Linked DNA regions of Mus musculus: region 1 is linked to region 2. Evidence: chromatin contacts called from public Hi-C data. All regions are on one chromosome and are shown on one strand. The core of a region is the stretch at or near the end of the contact, and the rest is flanking DNA. Distances in the headings are between cores, read along the strand shown.

Region 1 (2,851 bases), core at 340-2,839, 7.1 Mb before region 2:
CCCAGGCCGCTGTCCCGCTCCGCAGTCTGCTCCAAAGTATTGCTGTGTCTAATGCAATCCCCGGACCTGGTGAGGACGCTGCTATCCGAATCCCGCTCGTAGTATTCCATACACGTCCATCGGCCGCGCCGGTACGGCTCCCCGCTCCCGTGGTCTAGTTTGATCACGCGGAAACGCGAACTACAAGTGGCAGGGGGCTGAGATGGAGTTGCACTACTCGGCCCAGGAGTGGACACCGAAGCGGCGGCCGCCGCCAGGGTCTGGGCGAGTGCCCCCGCCACGCTCCGGGCCGACACGCCACCGCCGCCTCCGTTGGCGGGCGCAGCTGAAGCGGCTGCCAGCTGCCCATCCAGGATGAGGTTCGGGGACACGGTCCCGGGAGTTTCCGCATCCCCGACATTGTTGAGCGTCTCTTCCGAGGAGCTACGCTCGCACACCTCCTCCGGGCCGTAATCCGTGGCCCGGGAAACGTCGAAGATCTCGGAGGACACGTCCTCCGTGCGCGACTCGTCCGGGTCGTCCAGGCTCTCGGTGTCCTCGGTGATGCTGGTGGCCACCTGAGCCGTGGTGACACTGGTGATCTGGAAGCAGCTCTTCTTCTTGGCCGGCATCTTGGACATGGTGGAAGAGGCTGGAGGGCAGAGGCTCCTCTGGGACCCCACCGGAAACCGAGAAGGGCCGAGCACGGGCCCCCAAAGACAAAGTCCGAGTTCGCGCCTGGGTCTACGGCCCACGCCGCCAAGTCACGGGCTGCTCTGGGCGCCGGCGTCTCGGCGCGACATCCTCCTCCTCCCTCCTCACCTCCCGCGGCAGGGGTGCCTCAATTCAACTCCTCAGCGACGGCCCGAGCGTGGTCCAGGGGCGGGCCGGCTGCTCCAACAGCTCAGCCTCCGCGGTCAGTCCAGCCCGGCGCTCGGCGCGGTCAGCAGGCCCGGCTGGGGGTGGAGCGCAGGGCGCAGGAGGCGGCGGCGGCGGCGTGAGGGGCGGTTCTGCCCCGCTCGGGCTCTCCTGGCCGGGTCCCGCGGCTGCTCCCGCGCGGCGACGCGGAGGAAGAAGGCGGAGCGGCGAGGCCGGGACCGGCGCTTCCTGACGGACGGGGCTGGAGGTCCGCGGCGGGAGGCAGCCCTCCGTCCCGGGCTCTAGCCCGAGCGCAGTCCGGGGGCCATGCCGGCGGTGGCGGCGGAAGCCCGCTCGGGGGCGGGGAAGGCCGGCAGTCTGGCCTCCCTCAGGGAGCCACCCGCGGCGGCGGCGGGCCCGGCCTCCTCGCGGCTCTGAGGCGCGTGAGGGGCGGCGGCGGCGGCTGAAGGAACGGCAAGCGAGCGGAGGTGCTCGGCGGCGTGAGGGGAACCGGTGGCGGCGCCTTCCGCTTCTCCGCGGCGCGGCCGGCTCGGAGACTCCGGAGGGAAAAAACAAAACAAAACAAAACAGAAATTCAAACTGCTGAAGCAGCGGCTGCAGCTCCCTCCACTCGGCCAAGATGGGGCTGAAATGGCCGCGCCAGGGATGCTGGGAGGAGCAGCAGCCCCGCAGCCGCTGCCGCCGCAGACTAAAATGCCGCCGCTGCCGCAGCCACCGCCAGCGCCGCAGCCGCCGCCGTTCCGTGACGCGCCGGCGTCGTGACGTCACCGCCCCGCCCCCTCCGGTTTCCTGCGGCTTCGCGTGGAGGCTTGAGGGGGGTTCGTGGGCGGGGCCAAGGGGGTAGAGAAAAGGGAGCGGGTTCTTTTATTTAAAAAATTTTTAAATTTAAATTTCCACACTGCAGGTTCACTAGGAGAGGAAAAGCCAGAAGACGGTTTTAATTTGTAAGCCTGGGGCATCGCATGGTTTAGGGCCGGCGTGTGGCGATCCTGGATGACTGGAGGTCATGTGCTCGGTCTAATGTTTAGCATAGTCTTAGAGGAACCTGGGCGATAGGGGAAAAAAGTAGGGCGATCCAGCTGCCGAAGAGGTGCATAGCTGGAGAAAGCGAACCGGGTTAAAAGTCCTGAAAATATATGTTAACTAGGATAGTGGGAGAAGTGAGATTTAAGAGAAACGAGGGTGACTAACACAGAACATCAAGCCAGACTGAGTTAGAAAGATGATCTTTCAGACAGAAATTCTGTCTATAAAAAGCGGCGGCGACAGGGATGGTTACTTGCCCAAAGTAAAGTCGGTTTCGAAAAAGATTAGGAGTTAATAACATATTCCAAATTTTCACTTGTTGTGGTTCAAGGCTGGAAGAGTTCATTTAAACTTTCGAGACGTTGAACATGAAATCTGCTTATAGGTTCCAACGTTGAAAAGCCTACAGTGTTAAATAAGTGTAGCTCTTTTGATTGTTCTAAGGCTCCTGTTAGAGCCATGTTGTTCTTTGGTTTGCTTTGGATCATGCACAGTAAGAGAATACCTTTTTCTTCCACTACTAAGTCAGACAGCAGCTCTGAAAGTGCCACTGAATTTTTCCATCTTGTAGCTACTTCCCAATCAAAATCGAGTCTTGTTGTTATGAGACCTCTTGTAGCCCAGGCTACTTACTTAAACCAAAGTGGCCTTGAACTTGTAGTGAGCTTCCTGCCTCTGCCTCCCAAGTGCTGGCAAGTGTCTCCACATTGGGAGAGTGAGGATGTTATTTTAAACACCGACCACTCTTGAACTCTTGACACATGAAAACAACTCTAAGTTAGCTAAAATCTGAGAAGTTTTGCTGGAAATTAAGATGTCAGATTTGTTGCAGCTTTTAGAGATCATATCAGGCTGACTCGTTTAAAGTAGTTTACTCAGTTCTCTAATCTTTAAAGAACTCTTTGATCCAAAAACGGATTGAAAATTAAAATTTACACAACACTTTCTAGGTATTTAGCTGTAATGT
Region 2 (2,780 bases), core at 54-2,553:
AGTCAAGCAAATACAAGAGAGGGCACACGAATTTCATGACCAGCAAACCCAGCGACTCCAGTCTCCCCGAGGCTGCCGGGCGGCTCTTTTCTGTTTACTAATTACCTGTCTAGTGTACTCTGACTTCTGTCGAGAAGACAGGACCAAGTCAGTTTTTGAAGTAGTTGGAGACTCCTGACTTCCTTAGTGATGCTTCTAGAATATTTTCTAGGTACAAGTTTTTTAAAGTGCAGTTCTTTCGACTGAACTGATTGTATGTTGCATAAGCGCCGGGAAGGCCAACCCAAGTTAAAAAGCCACCTCCGTGTACAGCTGCGGGACTAGGTATGAGGTCTTTTCTAGGAAGAAAAATTTGATTCATGGCTCTTTTCCAGAGGGGACATTTGCAGACTTCGCTTCCGCAGAACGTGAAGCGCGCCTCTTCCTGCCGAGGCGAGGCCCGCGTCCCCGAGGGCGGCCTGCGGCTCCCCAGCCTCAGGTGTCCGTGCGGCCGCCGGCTGCCGGCGCCCGGGACTGACTTCCTGTCTGGGCGCGGGGCGGAAGGATCGCGTTGCCAGCCGGGGCCGCCGCCGCCCCTGCCGTTAGGTGGTGGGGCTGCTGAGCCCGGCGGCGGGAGGCGGGCCGGCCGCCGCTTCCTGTCGGAGGACGCGCAAGGATCCGGGCGTCGGAGTGTGTGCGAGTGCGTGAGTGTGTGCCGCCCGCACGGCGTGTGTCTCCGGCCGCGGGTTCCGCCTTCTCCCCTGTCGCCGCCGCTCAGGGTGTAAGTCAATGTGAAGCAGCAGTTCCAGCCCCGGGATAAACATGGCGACGTCTCTGCATGAGGGACCCACGAACCAGCTGGATCTGCTCATCCGGGCCGGTAAGCACAGGGGAACTTTTCTCCCGTGCATCGGTGCAGCGGGCGAGGGGGCGCCCGGCGGGCGGGGAGCGTCCCCCGGGGCGGTCAGCGCCCCGGGTCCGGTGTCCGTCTCCGGCAGCCGGGCGGCCGCGGAGAGGGGGGAGTGAATGAAGTAATGGAGGCGACAAATCAGGAAGTGATCACCTTGGAGAGTAACCTGCCTCGGATCCGGGCTGTCGCTCCGGGGAGAGCGGCGGCGGCGGCGGCGCAGCAGCGGCAGCGGCAGGGGCCGGGCGCGGAGCCGCGGCTAAGTTGGGGAGTCGGCGCGGGCGAGTTGCGCGCTTCGCCCCAGTTGCCGGGGAACCAGGAAGTGAGCGGAGCTGTTGTCCCCGCCGCCTGCCACGCTGTCCGGCCGAGAGGGCCGCCCCTGCCCGCGGCCGGGGGCGCTGGCCGCCCGCCGCCCTCGCCTCTCACTTCCTATAGCCGCCACTTCCGCATGGACGCCGCGGCCCCCCCGGGCGCTACCCGCCAAAACGCGCCCGCCCGGCCTCCCGCCTCGTCCCTCCCGGAGCGGCGCCCGAGTAACGGTCCCGAGGCCACTTCCCGGTGCCGAGTGGGACGCCGCCGACCCGGCACCTCCCCGCCGCGGCTAACGGCGGCCGTGGGGGAACCGGGCTGCTGCCCTTCCTTCCCTCGTGGGGCGGGTGACTGAGGGTGGACGGGAAGGACACCGGGTGTATTCCGCGCAGCCGGCCCGGGGCTGCGGGACAGCGGAGGGGGACGTTTATTTTGGTCCACAGTAAGATGAAAGCGGGGAGCGGGGCGGGCGGGAGGGCGTCCTGGCCCCGGGGAAGTCTCGGCTCGGCATTGCCCCCTTTCCCCTCCCCCAAACCTCCCACCATAGCGGAAGCGCCTGGGAGAGGACAGAACGCGCGCGATTGACAGGCCCGAGGTTCCAATCTGCGCCCTGAGCTGTTCCAAATAAGAACGTTGATTTCTGGGGGCGGGACCACGGGCCCGAGCCGGGCCAATGAAGATTGGGCGGGAGTGAAGCTGACAATGTACGCATGGAATTGGAGGGAAGAGGAGTGTAAACACGGAAGTGGCCGCGGGGGTGGGGGATGTGCTGCGCCACTGCTGCAGCGGAAGGGCACGGACTTAAGTTACATAGAAAAAGCAGCTTTACTTGCTAGCAGACAGCGCAGCGAGGGCCTCGGGTCGATGTGGCACTGCTCGAACACTGTTGCTTACCGAAATTATAAGCGCATGCGGTCCCTCCTCTGGTTCTGTTTCACATCTCCATCGATGTCGGATTGGAAGATGAGAAATTGTAACCAAACGGTAGTGCTGTAAAAGATCAGAACAGTCTTTTTGCACCTATTGTTTTTAGGGATCTTGAAATTGGTAGTTTGGTGGACAAAGCAGTTCGGTTTGGAGGAAAAATTATGTTTATCTCTAAATTTAACGGAACTTTAAATATAAATAAAATCTGGACTGATAGAACTGCATGTGCTATATAACAATAACGCTGAATAGTGTGTTTTGGCTGAGGCATATTTTACACATTTCAAAAGTAGGGAAATCACAATTTATTGAGCAGCGTTTAAATGCCTTTTTGAATAGGAACTTTTACTGAAGGAGAGGAACATAATGGAACTTGGGTCCTTGTTAAAGTCAGTCCATTGATCAGTATGAATTAGTGTACAGTTTTATGTTGGGTTAGTGGTGTTTTGAGTGTCGAGTGTGTATAGTTAAAGAGATACTGTTTGGGGCAGGAGAGATGCTCCTCGGTTAAGACCACTTGTTGCTCTTGCAGAGTTGCTCTTGCAGAGGTCTTGGGTTCAGTTCTCAGCACCCACATTCACAACCACCTGTAACTCCAGTTCCAGGGGATACAACCCCTCTTCTAAACACCATGGACACACATATGGTGCTCATAAAT

Evidence for each region. Hi-C and Micro-C count contacts between places; a contact is called where the count stands out from the background.
Region 1: a Hi-C map of CD4 T cells shows a contact between it and region 2, with 6 times the contacts expected there. The contact joins the promoter of Tsc22d2 here to the promoter of 4930577N17Rik in region 2. A contact is called at or near these places in 1 of 39 promoter capture datasets (cranial neural crest) and 1 of 484 Hi-C or Micro-C datasets (CD4 T cells).

The regions. Positions count from the first base shown.
Region 1 is chr3:58,413,458-58,416,308 of GRCm38.p6, reverse strand. It overlaps Tsc22d2 (TSC22 domain family, member 2), which reads right to left and starts at 1,589. Exons shown (of 4, transcript NM_001081229.2): 1 at 1-1,589. The coding sequence starts at 620.
Region 2 is chr3:51,275,284-51,278,063 of GRCm38.p6, reverse strand. It overlaps 4930577N17Rik (RIKEN cDNA 4930577N17 gene), which reads right to left and starts at 1,303. Exons shown (of 1, transcript NR_073429.1): 1 at 1-1,303. All of the region lies in intron 4 of Elf2 (E74-like factor 2), which reads left to right.